Regions from separate parts of the Sus scrofa genome. Here region 1 is linked to region 2. The links are chromatin contacts, called in public HiChIP or PLAC-seq maps. All regions are on one chromosome and are shown on one strand. Each heading gives the region's core, a stretch centred on a gene start, on an enhancer-like site or on the middle of the called end of the contact. The rest is flanking DNA. Distances are from core to core; before and after follow the strand shown.

Evidence for each region. HiChIP or PLAC-seq counts read pairs in DNA pulled down with a chosen protein or histone mark.
Region 1: an H3K27ac HiChIP or PLAC-seq map of alveolar macrophages shows a contact between it and region 2. The contact joins the enhancer-like site here to the promoter of ATG16L2 in region 2. A contact is called at or near these places in 1 of 5 promoter capture datasets (liver), 10 of 47 Hi-C or Micro-C datasets (embryonic fibroblasts, heart right ventricle, mesenteric adipose tissue and 5 more) and 2 of 2 datasets of contacts at active chromatin or transcription factors (alveolar macrophages and skeletal muscle).

Annotation. Positions count from the first base shown.
Region 1 is chr9:7,632,878-7,638,364 of Sscrofa11.1, reverse strand. No RefSeq gene overlaps it. Among named protein-coding and RNA genes, the nearest start is that of FCHSD2, 16 kb to the right of the region's middle. Within about 2 kb of position 4,169, at least 47 of the 83 cell types and tissues checked have an H3K27ac peak or open chromatin away from gene starts, as enhancers often do. A contact at or near this core is called in alveolar macrophages, liver, mesenteric adipose tissue and 4 more, where this site is marked.
Region 2 is chr9:7,344,885-7,350,915 of Sscrofa11.1, reverse strand. It overlaps ATG16L2 (autophagy-related protein 16-2), which reads right to left and starts at 3,943. Exons shown (of 17, transcript XM_013977351.2): 1 at 3,762-3,943; 2 at 1,940-2,039; 3 at 1,311-1,416. The coding sequence starts at 3,879. It also overlaps a transcript of STARD10 not described here.

The sequences.
Region 1 (5,487 bases), core at 2,920-5,419, 290 kb before region 2:
GAAAACCAGTCAGCGGGAGGTAGAATCCTGCTGTCCCAAGGTCATTTCTGTTGATTCTTGTCACTGGAACAACCAGCAAGCTGGGAGCCCGGGCAGTGCCTGGAGGTGGCCCCTGGCTTCCCCCTCCCCCATTTCCTTGCATTGTCAGCCCTGGGTCCCAAACCCAGTGTAGCCTGAGTAAGGACACAAGCACAGCCTTGAAAGTAAACAGACCTGGGCTTGCGTTTCTGCACTGCTGTCTACCAGCTGTGTGGCCTTGGATAAGTGGCTTTGCCTCTGAACCTCGGTTCTCTAATGTGTTACACATGGTCAAGGATGCCTGCTTCCAAGGCTGCGGGTGTTAGAAAGAAGACGTGGACAGGAGTTCCCATCGTGGCCCAGTGGTTAACGAATCCGATTAGGAACCATGAGGTTGCGGGTTCGATCCCTGGCCTTGCTCAATGGGTTAAGGATCAGGCGTTGCTGTGAGCTGTGGTGTAGGTTGCAGACACAGCTCAGATCCTGCATTGCTGTGGCTCTGGCAAAGGCCGGCAGCTACAGCTCCGATTGGACCTAGCCTGGGAACCTCCATATGCCGCAGGAGCGGCCCTAGAAAAAAGGCAAAAAAAAAAAAAAAAAAGGAAAAGAAAGAAGACATGTACATAACAGATGCTCAGCAAACGGGGGCTTCTTTCTCCTCACCCTCTCTCTCCTTGGGAGACACTGGTGCCTCCCGGTCCTGGACTGAGAGGTCGGGATCCCTGGGTCTGGGGGGTGGGTTTTGTTGTTTCCTTGACCTCAGGCAAGTCCCTGGCCGTCTTGGACCCTAGCTCCTTATCTGAGAAATAGGGTGGGGCACCCGACCCTCTCTCTCGGGGCCCCTCCCTGTCTCCAACGCCAGTAGAGCGCTGCCTGCTGGGTTTGACTTTCCTGAGTGTGGGTGGGAAACGCACTGGCCTGGGAGGCTGGCCCCTGCCCTGACACACCAGGGGACCTAGGACACGCCCTCTGCCCCTCTGGATCTTGGTCCTCCTCAGTGTAGTGAATTGGATGTCACGGGCTCTGTCGTCTCTTTGGCGCCGATGGTCCAGGATGCAGGGATGCCCAGTCAGGCAGCCATGCCCTTCGGCCTCCTCGCCTCCGGCTGTGAGCTCAGGTCTCTCGTTCTCTGTGGCAGAGTCCGCCCTGTATCCAGCTTCACCAGCTCTTCTGCATCTCGTCGAGGACGCGGAGAGCCGCTGGGCTCCCGCCCCGCTGCCCCACGGCTCCCTTCTCAGTGTTCAGTGTCCCATGAGCCTCTGGGTCTGTCTAGGCCCTTCGCTGCCGAAATGGGGGGTCCATTTCGGCCCCTCCCCACTCATCTCGCAAGAATGGCAAGAATGCTTGCTTGCAGAAAAGCCCCCTCGTGACGGCTGCACTTCTGAGCCCGTAAGCATGGCACCTGCCTCCTCACCACCCTTCCTCTGGAGCGCCGCAGAAGCGCGTGTTTCGGGCTGGGCTGTGGGCCCAGAGGACTTTATACTTTGCATGTCCTTGGAGAAGTAACCAGAGCACCCGAAAGAGGCCTGCACTTCGGTGTCACAAGCCCGACCACGTGAGGGGGGAGGCCGTTGCTGGGCTGGTCCCGTTCCAGACAGCTGGCACACGCAGGTTCCCTGCATCACACCCAACGTGGGGCTCTAGAGGTCACCGGAAACAGCGAGAGGCCAGCACGTCGGCTGGGAGCCCAGCTCCGGTCCAGCGTCACCACGGGGCCATGCCCAGAACACCCTCCCGGAGGAAGGGGGCCGCCCGGGGGTGGAGGCCTGGCTCACCCTGCTGGGCCCTCCACCTCCTGGATCTGACTTCCTCCTGGAGAGGCAGCCAGAATAGAACCTGGGTTCTCCTTCCCCTGGCACTGCTGATCATGCTGGCTACCCTGCCACCAGGTTGGTGAGGTCTGGCTGGGAATCCCGCCCCTTCCCCCCAGAGGCTGGGGGTCCCCCCTGGGCCTCCACAGTCCTGAGCCCTGATTCTCAGGGACTAGCTGACCACATGGCGCATGGCAGTGGGGATACTCCCCAACTCAAACGCTCTAGGGAAAGGGACTGAGTGTCCCGGTCCCCACCGCCCATTGTAGGGCTTGGCACAAGATAGATACGAAACTGCTTCTTCCGTCTAGGCTCCGTTTTGAGTCCTCCCAGCACTGACCCATAGAGGCCTTAGCAGAGGCTTCTGATAGAACCAGAGTTTTTGGGGCGGGGGGCTCCTGAGCCACGAATGATGCACCGCTGACGGCAGCCTCAGGGCAGATCCCGAAAGGCAGCAGAGCCTGCGCAGCAGGGTGTAAAGTGTGCTTTGGGGTCCCGGCCCTCTCTGCTTTGGTCTCAGCCCACTCCCTGCCTGGATCCTGGGCTCCAACCCACCCAGGCACCCCGCCCGTGCACTGCCAGATTTCCAGGTGTTCCAGCTCGGTGCCAGGCTTCTCACTATTTCCTCATCTCGAATGTTCTCTTCGTCCCCTTCTCCCTGGAAAACTTCTTGGCTCCAAAGTCTGCTGACTGAGGGACACAGAAGTGACCTTTCCTCTCCATGTTCTTCCAGTTTTTGTTTTTTTTTTTTTTTCTGCTTATCAGCTCAACTGGCCCCACAGTTACTGGTGCTGTTTGTCTTATTCGTCTCAAGAGGTTGCTCTGAGGGAAAGCAAATACCAGGCTCTGCAGCCTCTGTTTCCCCATCTGTAAAATGGAGACAGTGATTGCTACCCTTCCAGGTTGATAGAAGGATTAAATGAAATTAGTCAGGTCAGAACCCAGCACAGTCATCTCATTTGTCCACACACGGGGCAGGAGGGAAGACGTAGCCAACCTGCCCCACAGAGGCAAAGGCACCTAGGCTGGGGTTCTCGGCCCTATGGAAAAACTCAGCTAACCCACTGATGGCACAGCCCACCTCCCAAACCCAGGGAGGAGGGACCCGGGGCTGTGGGAGGCCGAGGGGAGAGGGCAGGCCTTTATAACATCTCCAGATATGCTGATCTTTTCCGGGCACAAGTTGTGTGCCCTGCCCGCTGCCAAGTGCATCATAACTTCAGCTCATCCTCTCGCACTCAGGCCACAGGATCCTGTTATGAATGCCACTTGGCTCCTTCCTCTCTCTACCGCCCCACACGGTGCCAGGGACACCACAATACCTAGAGTTTACTTATATGTGAAATGCCAGAAGCAGTGCCCCTCCACACAGTAAATGTGAATTTATGCTACGAGAAAGGGACTCTTTTAAAAATACACTTTAGGCGTTCCCGTCATGGCTCAGTGGTCAACGAACCTGACGAGTATCCCTGAGGACGTGGGTTCGATCCCTGGCCTCGCTCGTGGGTCAGGGATCCGTCGGTGCCGTGAGCTGTGGTGTAGGTCACAGACGTGGCTCGGATCCTGTGTTGTGTGGCTGTGGTGGAGGCCGACAGCTACAGCTCTGATTCGATCCCCTAGCCTGGGAACGTCTCTGGGCCACGGGTGTGGCCCTAAAGAGACAAATAAATGAACAAATACATACATAAATAAACTTTATCTGGAATAACTGTAGATTTATGGAAAAGTTGCAAAAATGTACGGAGATGTCTCCTATACCCGTTACCCAGTTTCCTTCGTTAACATGGTACGTTCTAAGGGACAGACACACTGTCACAACAAAGAAATTGACATTAATTACTATTTTTTGTCTCTCTCTCTCTCTCTCTTTTTTGGCGGGGGGTGGGGGGAACCTCCAACAGTGGCTATGAACTACACTCGAGGCTGTAAGTGGACTTCACCAGCGTTTGCAGCCATGTCCCACTTTTGTCCCAGGACCCAGTCCTGGCTGCCACCTTGCATTCGGTCGTCATGCCCACAGCCGAAGAGACTGACCCTGTAACTGCTGATTTCACACGGGAAAACGGGGGCGAGGGCTCTGCTCTTGGCTTCCTTCACTTTCACTTTCACCATTTCACTTCGGAAAATCCCCTTCAGACGTGCCTTTAGTCCCGAAGCTCCCCTTCCTGCCCTCCCTTCATCCAGAGGCCCCTCCCAGCCCCCAGGAGCTCGCCCTCAGCTCAGAGCTCTCCTGGCCGCCTGTTTCGTTCTTTCTTTTTAAAAATCTTTCTCGTTTGTTTGTTTTGGCTGCACCCACGGCCTGCGCAAGTTCCTGTACTGAGCCACAGCAGCCACAGCGGTGACAATGCTGAGTCCTTCACTGGGCCACCGGGGAACAGGGCCTCCTTTTCCTTACTGCCGGGATATTTAACTCTGCCCTGCTGCTCCAACCCCCCCGTTAGTGTCATCTTTAAGCGTGTCAATGGCTGTTATTCTGGGAATTATAAAACTCCTGTACGTTTTTGTTTTGGTTCCACTCTCTTCCTGGGACAGAAACTTTATGCCAAAAGTTTCCCCAACGCGAAATTTCCCCCAATTCATCCTTCCTTCCTTCTTCCCTGCAGTTCCCACCTCCCTTCTGGGAATGCTGTGGTCCCGGGGAGGCCACCTCCAGGGGTAGAAATATGACCTGAGCTCGAACAATCAGTACCTGCCACCTCTTCGGTCCAGGGATGGGTTCAAGAGAGGCTTGTCAGCCAAGGCGGCCCAGTCAAGGTGAAGCTCAGGCTCTTTGGCAGGTGCTCTGGTCCCCAGGTGCTCTCTTCGGCTCAGGTGGGAGGGATGCCTCACTATGGAGATGGGAGGCCAGTGGTCATTTTCTTAGCACACCTGGTTGCTGAGGAGTTTGGTTCAACCTGTTGAGGTAGTTGCATGAAGAAATTCTGGGTCTTTTTAATCTTCCTCATCATTCCCTTTCCTCTTTCCTCTTTTTTAACACCACAGGCAGTTTTAATAACCTTCTGGTCTTTTCTTTTAGGGCCACATCTGCAGCACATGGAAGTTTCCGGGCCATGGGGTGAATCAAAGCTGCAGCTGCCGGCCTACACCACAGCCACAGCAACACTGGGTCATTCACCCACTGAGCACGGCCAGGGATCAAACCCACATCCTCATGGATACTAGCTGGGTTCTTAACCCACCAAACCACAATGAGAACTCCTCATTCAGTTATTTAAACCTAGACCCGTCCAGTTTAAAACTTCAATCTCGGAGTTCCCCTTGTGGCGCAGTGGTTAACGAATCCAACTAGGAACCATGAGGTTGCGGGTTCGGTCCTTGCCCTTGCTCAGTGGGTTAACGATCCGGCGTTGCCGTGAGCTGTGGTTGCAGACTCAGCTTGGATCCCGTGTTGCTGTGGCTCTGGTGTAGGCCAGTAGCTACAGCTCCAATTCGACCCCTAGCCTGGGAACCTCCATATGCTGGCCCTGGAAAAGGCAAAAAAAAAAAGACAAAAAACAAAGCAAAAACTTCAACCTCTTACCCAATTCACAGCAACCCTCTACCCCACCCAGGCTAGAATGTGACTAGAGAGGCTTGGTGGCTGGGGACCGTGATAGGCCAGGGGCATGCTCCGCTCTCTTTTCTCATCACTAACTCCTGGGGGTGGAGAGAAGGCCTG
Region 2 (6,031 bases), core at 2,694-5,193:
CAGGCCAGACAGGGCACGAGAAGCAAAAGTGGATGGGTTCGGAGACAGGATCCATGAGCTGGTGCCTAGCTCGGGATGGAGGGCTGGGAGGAGTCAAAGGGCCTATGAGTTTCCAGCCGGGTGATTCCCAAGGCCGGGAGGAACAATCCACCTTATTTATCAGCTAGTCTACAAAGTCAGTAGGCTGAGCTGTGGGGACGGGCCCCAGGGACACAGTGGAGGTGAGCCAGAGGCACCCCCGGCCTGGGGCGCTCACAGCCCAGAGCGGGGCTCAGATGCTTGAGAACCACCTCACATGTCAAGCTGCAACCACAACAGGGGCTGTGGAAGAGGAGCTCACCGGCTTCACAGCCCCATCCCCGCACTGGGTGAGCAGGTGACCTGGCGTGTGTAGCAACCAGGCAGGTGTCTGCTGGCCCACTGGCCTCCAGGGACCCGAAGCTCATGGGGCCGGGGTTTCTCTACAGCTGTAATGCCTGTGCCTTGACCGTAGCGACTGACTGCCAGTAAATATTTGTTGAAAGAATGGAGATCATGGAAGGTGGATTCATGCAGGAGGGAGTTCAAATCCGGCCTCCACCTCTCTGAGCCTCAGTTTCTTCCGGAACCTAAAGTTATGGAAGTACTACTCAGCCCAGTGTCCTCAGGGCGTCAGCTCAGTGTGGTGCTGGCCACATGATTCCGGGGAGAGGATTTTAGATGTGAGGTCCAAAGAGGAACTGAGCGTCCGGAGCTCCTAAGAGAAGGCTGAGCCGGCGATGGGTCTGGGAGTTAGAAAACCCAAGGTCTCCGAGGCCCCGGGGGTCCCTCACCCCAAAGAACACCCACATCTGAAGGGAGAGGGATAAAGAGGAGGGAAAGGAACCAGAGAAGGCAGAGCGGAAGCAACAGCTACAGAAGCGAAAGGAAAACCAAGGGATGTGCTGAAACAGAAGCCAAGAGACACCACATCCAGCGGTGTGGGCAGCGGCAGCCCCCCACCGCGGAGGCGGGCCATCTGACGCTGGTCTGCGACTGCGGAGGAGCATCAACTGGTGCTGGGCCCGGAGGCTGCGGGGCAGGTGGTGAGCAGAGCAGGCTGGACCGTCCAGAGGGGGACCGAGGCTGCCTGGTCCCTGCACACCTCGCACTCCTCCCCGGGCTCTCACCTCACTGCCTCCAGGGGCACGTCATCCTGAGCTGCCAGGGCCAGGCCAGGGGGCGCTCTAACCCCCAAGGGGATGCCCCTCACTTGCTGGCTCCCTTGGACCACATCTCCCAGCCCCAACGTCCTGCCCCAGCCCATCCTCTCAGAGCCCTGCCCAGCCTACCTCTCCGCACTCCAGCCGGAGCCCCTCCTCCTCCTCTTGCCACTTCACCCTCAGAGCTGCTGGTGATGGGACTTGGTCTGAGTCAGGCCCCGCCTCCTCCTCCTCCCTGCCAACCAATCACAGAGTGCCGTTCATTCCACCCTCCACCCGCCCAGAGGATGCGCAGGAGTTTGAAAGCAAAGCCGTGACCTTTCTCCCGAGGAAGGTGGGAGCCAGACAGTCAGCAGAGGAAAGAGCAAGTCTCCAGAAACGAGCTGCCCGCGACTCCCATGCTCTGCGGTCTCCGCAGGCCTTGAGTTCCCGGGCCAGAACTCTCCTCAAGAAGGACGCCCAGCCCATCCCGGTCCTCATCCTCCGTCCACCTGCGGAGCAGACAGCGTCCTGCCTCTCTGTAGGCGGCAGGTGAGGCGCACAGGAGTGGGAGGGGAGGCCACTGGACAGACGCAGAGAGACGGCTGAGAAGTGGAGGACAAGGAGCTGCCCTGGGGAACGACTGCCCCTCCCCTGGGCATCGGTCAGGGGCCATGGAGGTACCAGGGAGAGAATGAGCCCAGCCAAGGCAGTGGCAGCAGGGCCAGGCACAGGAAGCCCATTGTGACCACCACCCCCTGTCACACACACACACTTACCAGGGGCCCTGGTGGGTAGCTGGCGTGACACTGTTTGGCTCTGGCAGCAGTGTCTCTGAGAACCGGGCCAGCAGCTCAGCCTTCTCTAGGAGACGGTTATCTAGGGGTGCAAGGGGGCGAGCCTGGAGCACAGATAGACCCTTTCCAGCAGACTCCAGGTGTGCAAGCTGCCTCTGGCTGCGAGGGCTGCAGGAGCCCAGGGATCCCGAGGGGAGTTGGTGTAGCTCTGCCAGAATCTCCAGCCCTTGCACTCCCTCCTAAGAGCACAGCCCCCAGGCCCTCCCAGGAGAAGACCTGCTTCCCCCAGGACAGAGAAGCAGAGAAGGACCACCACGGCTGGGGAGGGAGATGGCAGAGCAGGGCCTGAGTGAGCGAAGGAGCTGGGGATGGATCCTGCCTCCCCCAGGGCCGGGCCTGGGCCCAGAGAGCAATGAGACAAACTGAGCTCCACCAGCCTGTGGCCTTCGGCAAGTTACTTCCCCTCCGGAGGCTCAGACTTTCCAGATCAAAAAAAAAATCCTGATTTCCCCAGGGCTGGTGTAACGTTCCCCACAGGCCAAAACAGCAAGTTCTCAAGTTTGGTAGTTTCTGCTACGAAGCCTGGAACACAACCCTCCACCCCCACTCGTGGGCACTTCCTCTTTCTCAGCCGGTTCCAGGTTAGGGCGGTGGATAAGCCCAGGCCTAGCTCCGCAGCTCCTCGCTCTCACTGGACTTGTTCTCACACAAAACCCCACCACAACCCCCACTCCTGCCCAGCAAATCCAAACGAGATGCTAGTCCGTCCAGTTTACTGGTGAGAAACCTGAGGCTTAGGGCTATGACCTGCCCCAAACCAGAGAAGACAGAACCAACTGGGAGTCTGTGTTCAGCCCTCCAGCATCTCTCCAATCCCACACATCTGCCACCCCAGGGGGTGAGGGTAACTGGAAGGTTCCACTGTCCCTCAGAGCCACGGAGAAGTGAGGCTGCCTAGAGGCATGGGGCTGGCCTCATCCCTGAAGGCGGAGGACTGATGGCCAGAAGGTTGCAAAGAAATCGCCCAGGACGAAGCAGCAGATTCAGTTGTGGGGGTTGGAGGAGACAGTTAAGTAGCAGCCAAGGTTAGGACCAGTGATGGAGCGGAAGGGACTGTGGTTAGACTTTCAACCCCTGACACAGAATCTCAGCCGACCAGAGGCACTGCACCCAGATGTACAGCTCTTCATCCCGACTTGAACTGCATACCCTTTCCTGACCAGCTTCCCAGAAACAGGTCTGAGAGTCTGACTTCCCCAGGCTCAGCCACGGCCCTCCAAAGCCTGGGGCCCCCTGCTTCTCCCTCAGGCCAGAGGTGGCTGGACAGAGAGATGCTCCAAAAACCTGAGCCTCTCAGTGGCAAAGCTTCGGACTCTGAACTTCCTCTCTAGAGTTTAGAAGTAACTGCTCTGGACAGTCCTGTGATCTTTCGCTGTGCTTATGGGGACCAGATGGACTGATCAGGCTCTACCCTGGAGACTGCCCAGGAAGGGGACGTCTAAGCGACCCTAACAAACCAACACTCGCTGACGAACCCGTTCCTAGGAAGCCCAGTTGTTGAGAGGCAGAGCCGGGCCCCCAGGCGCAAGGAAGAGCCAGAGCTCCATCCGGCAAAGGGCTCTAAGCAGACCCGGGTTCGTAACGGGCAAGAACACCGGCTAGTCGGAGATGGGGCGTAACAGGGGCTCTAGAAGGCTCAAGCTTCGGAGACGAAAAGATGATACGCCAGGGTCAAAGCCGAAGCAGCCAAACCCTCTCCCCGCGCCCCCGACGGTCATAGGGCCCCCCGGGCACCAGCACTCACAGGCTGGCACCAGCTCCAGGAAGAGGGCCTTCTGCGTGCGGTCCCGGAGTCGAAGCTGCCGCACGATGTGGCGTTTCCAGCAGGCGACAGGGGCGCCGGGGTCGCTGGGCCCCGCCATGGCCGCCCGCTGCCGCCCGCCCCGCGCGCTGCTCTCGCAGAGGTGGGCGCGGCCGGGCGGGGCGGGGCCCGGCGGGGACTCCGTGACGTCACGCGGCTGGCGGGGAATCCCCGGGTTGTACCAAAAGCGTTTTGGGGGGAGAACGGAAGGAAAACGTGGGAGAAGCCGCCCCCAGGGTCTAGACCCTCGGACCCCACCAAAGTCGCACCTGAGTGGGGACTCCTGTAAGCTTTCGGGGGCGGTGAGAGGGGACGAGGTCGGAGCCTCCGGGCGGCTCCCCCTCTCCTGTTGGCACGCTCCGCAGGCGCCGCCTCCGAGGCCTCCGTGTTTTAACCCCAAGGCGCCCACACCGAACGCTAAGGTAACAGACGCTCTGGACCAGGCGGCGCTTGAAACTGGGTGCAGCCCCCTCCCCCCACTCCCGGACTCTGCCCTCGAGACCTGTGAGGGGAGGCGACACCGACACAAGGCAGGCAATATGTGACAGCGAGATGAGAAACCACGGAAAAAGAAGGACTGAAGAAAGGAGGCCCTGCTTCTCGGAGGTGATGGCCTCGAGTCAGGTGGTGAGGGATGCAGTAGGAATTGGCCAGGAGGAGAAAGAAGCAAAATCCAGGCAGTGGAGAGAACAAGTGCAGAGGTTCAAGGGCATAAAACGTTCCAGCAGATTCGGGCCTGGAAGGACGGGAGAAAGAACCGTCCTTGTGTGGAGCAAGGCTTAAGGGTCCAGTTCATGCAGAAACTTCAGGCCCCTGAGAGTAAAGGCATGCAGCTGATTTCATCTAAGAAGCCCCTGGCTCAGAGTGGGGAAGAGGCTTGCTTGAGACTGCACGGGAGAGGATGGCTGAGCTGGCCACCAACGCAGTATCCTGACCGAGTTCTGCTGATCGTTCTGTACCCTGTTGGGCAGCCCCTGGAGCAGCAGCAGCATCTCTTGCAGGTGCACTTGACAGTGAATCATGAGTTTGCAGGGAACTGTCCAGAGCTCTGCAGACAGGCTGGTGTGACGAATGAAAGGAGGGACTCACTGAGGCCATGCAGGCCATGGAGGTGACAGGTCTGTTGAAATGTGGAGAGGGCGGGCTACAGGTCTTGAAAAGCTATCAATGCCAGTGACACCACAGGAGAGGGTACTCTGCTCTGCTTTGAAACCACAGTGAATTGGGCTTTGTCCCCCTGTGCCATTGTCTTTGACCCTCATTTCCTTTGGTCGCCCTACGCCTGCTGTTTGGAACACCTTTCCCTCTAGTGGGCCTGGCTTCTACTCATGGGTCACTTCCTCCAGGAAAACTTTGCTGCACCTGTACAGAGTTAAACCTGCGATCTTAGCCCCAGCCCCAGCCTGGCCTGTCTATTCAGGGAGTGGGTAGTGGGTGTTAACATTAACTAGTGTACCGAAGAGAAGCAAATGGTACCCATGGAGGCTCAGGGCCAGGGCAGATGTGGCTCAGATCCCGCGTTGCTGTGGCTGTGGTGTAGGCCGGCAGCTGCAGCTCTGATTCGAGCCCTAGCCTGGGAACCTCCATGTGCCACAGGTGCGGCCCTAAAAAGAAAAAGAAAAAAAAAATCTTTGAATTGGGAGAAATCTTCATGACTATGATTTCATGAATATGATACCAAAAGCACAAGCAACAAAGGGGAAAAAAAGCTTTTGTGCATCAAAGGAGATGGTCGAGGCGCTCCCGCTGTGGCTCCTTGGAAATAAATCCCACTAGAATCCATGAGGATGCAGGTTTATCGGCCTCGCTCAGTGGGTCGAGGATCCAGCGTTGCCGTGAGCTGTGGGGTAGGTTGCGGATGAGGTGCGGATCTGGCGTTGCTGTGGCTGTTTCGTAGGCCAGCGGCTACAGCTCAGATTCGATCCCTACGCTGGGAACCTCCATATGCCACAGGTGCAACCCTAAAAGGATTTTAAAAAAAAGAAAAAAAGACGATCAAGAAAGTGAGGAGTTCCCGTTGTGGCTCAGTGGTTAACGAATCCCACTAGGAACCGTGAGGTTGCAGGTTCGATCCCTGCCCTCACTCAGTGGGTTAAGGATCCCGCGTTGCCGTGAGCTGTGGTGTAGGTCACAGACACGGCTCAGATCTGGCATTGCTGTGGCTCTGGCGTGGACAGGCAGCCACAGCTCCGATTAGACCCCTAGCCTGGGAA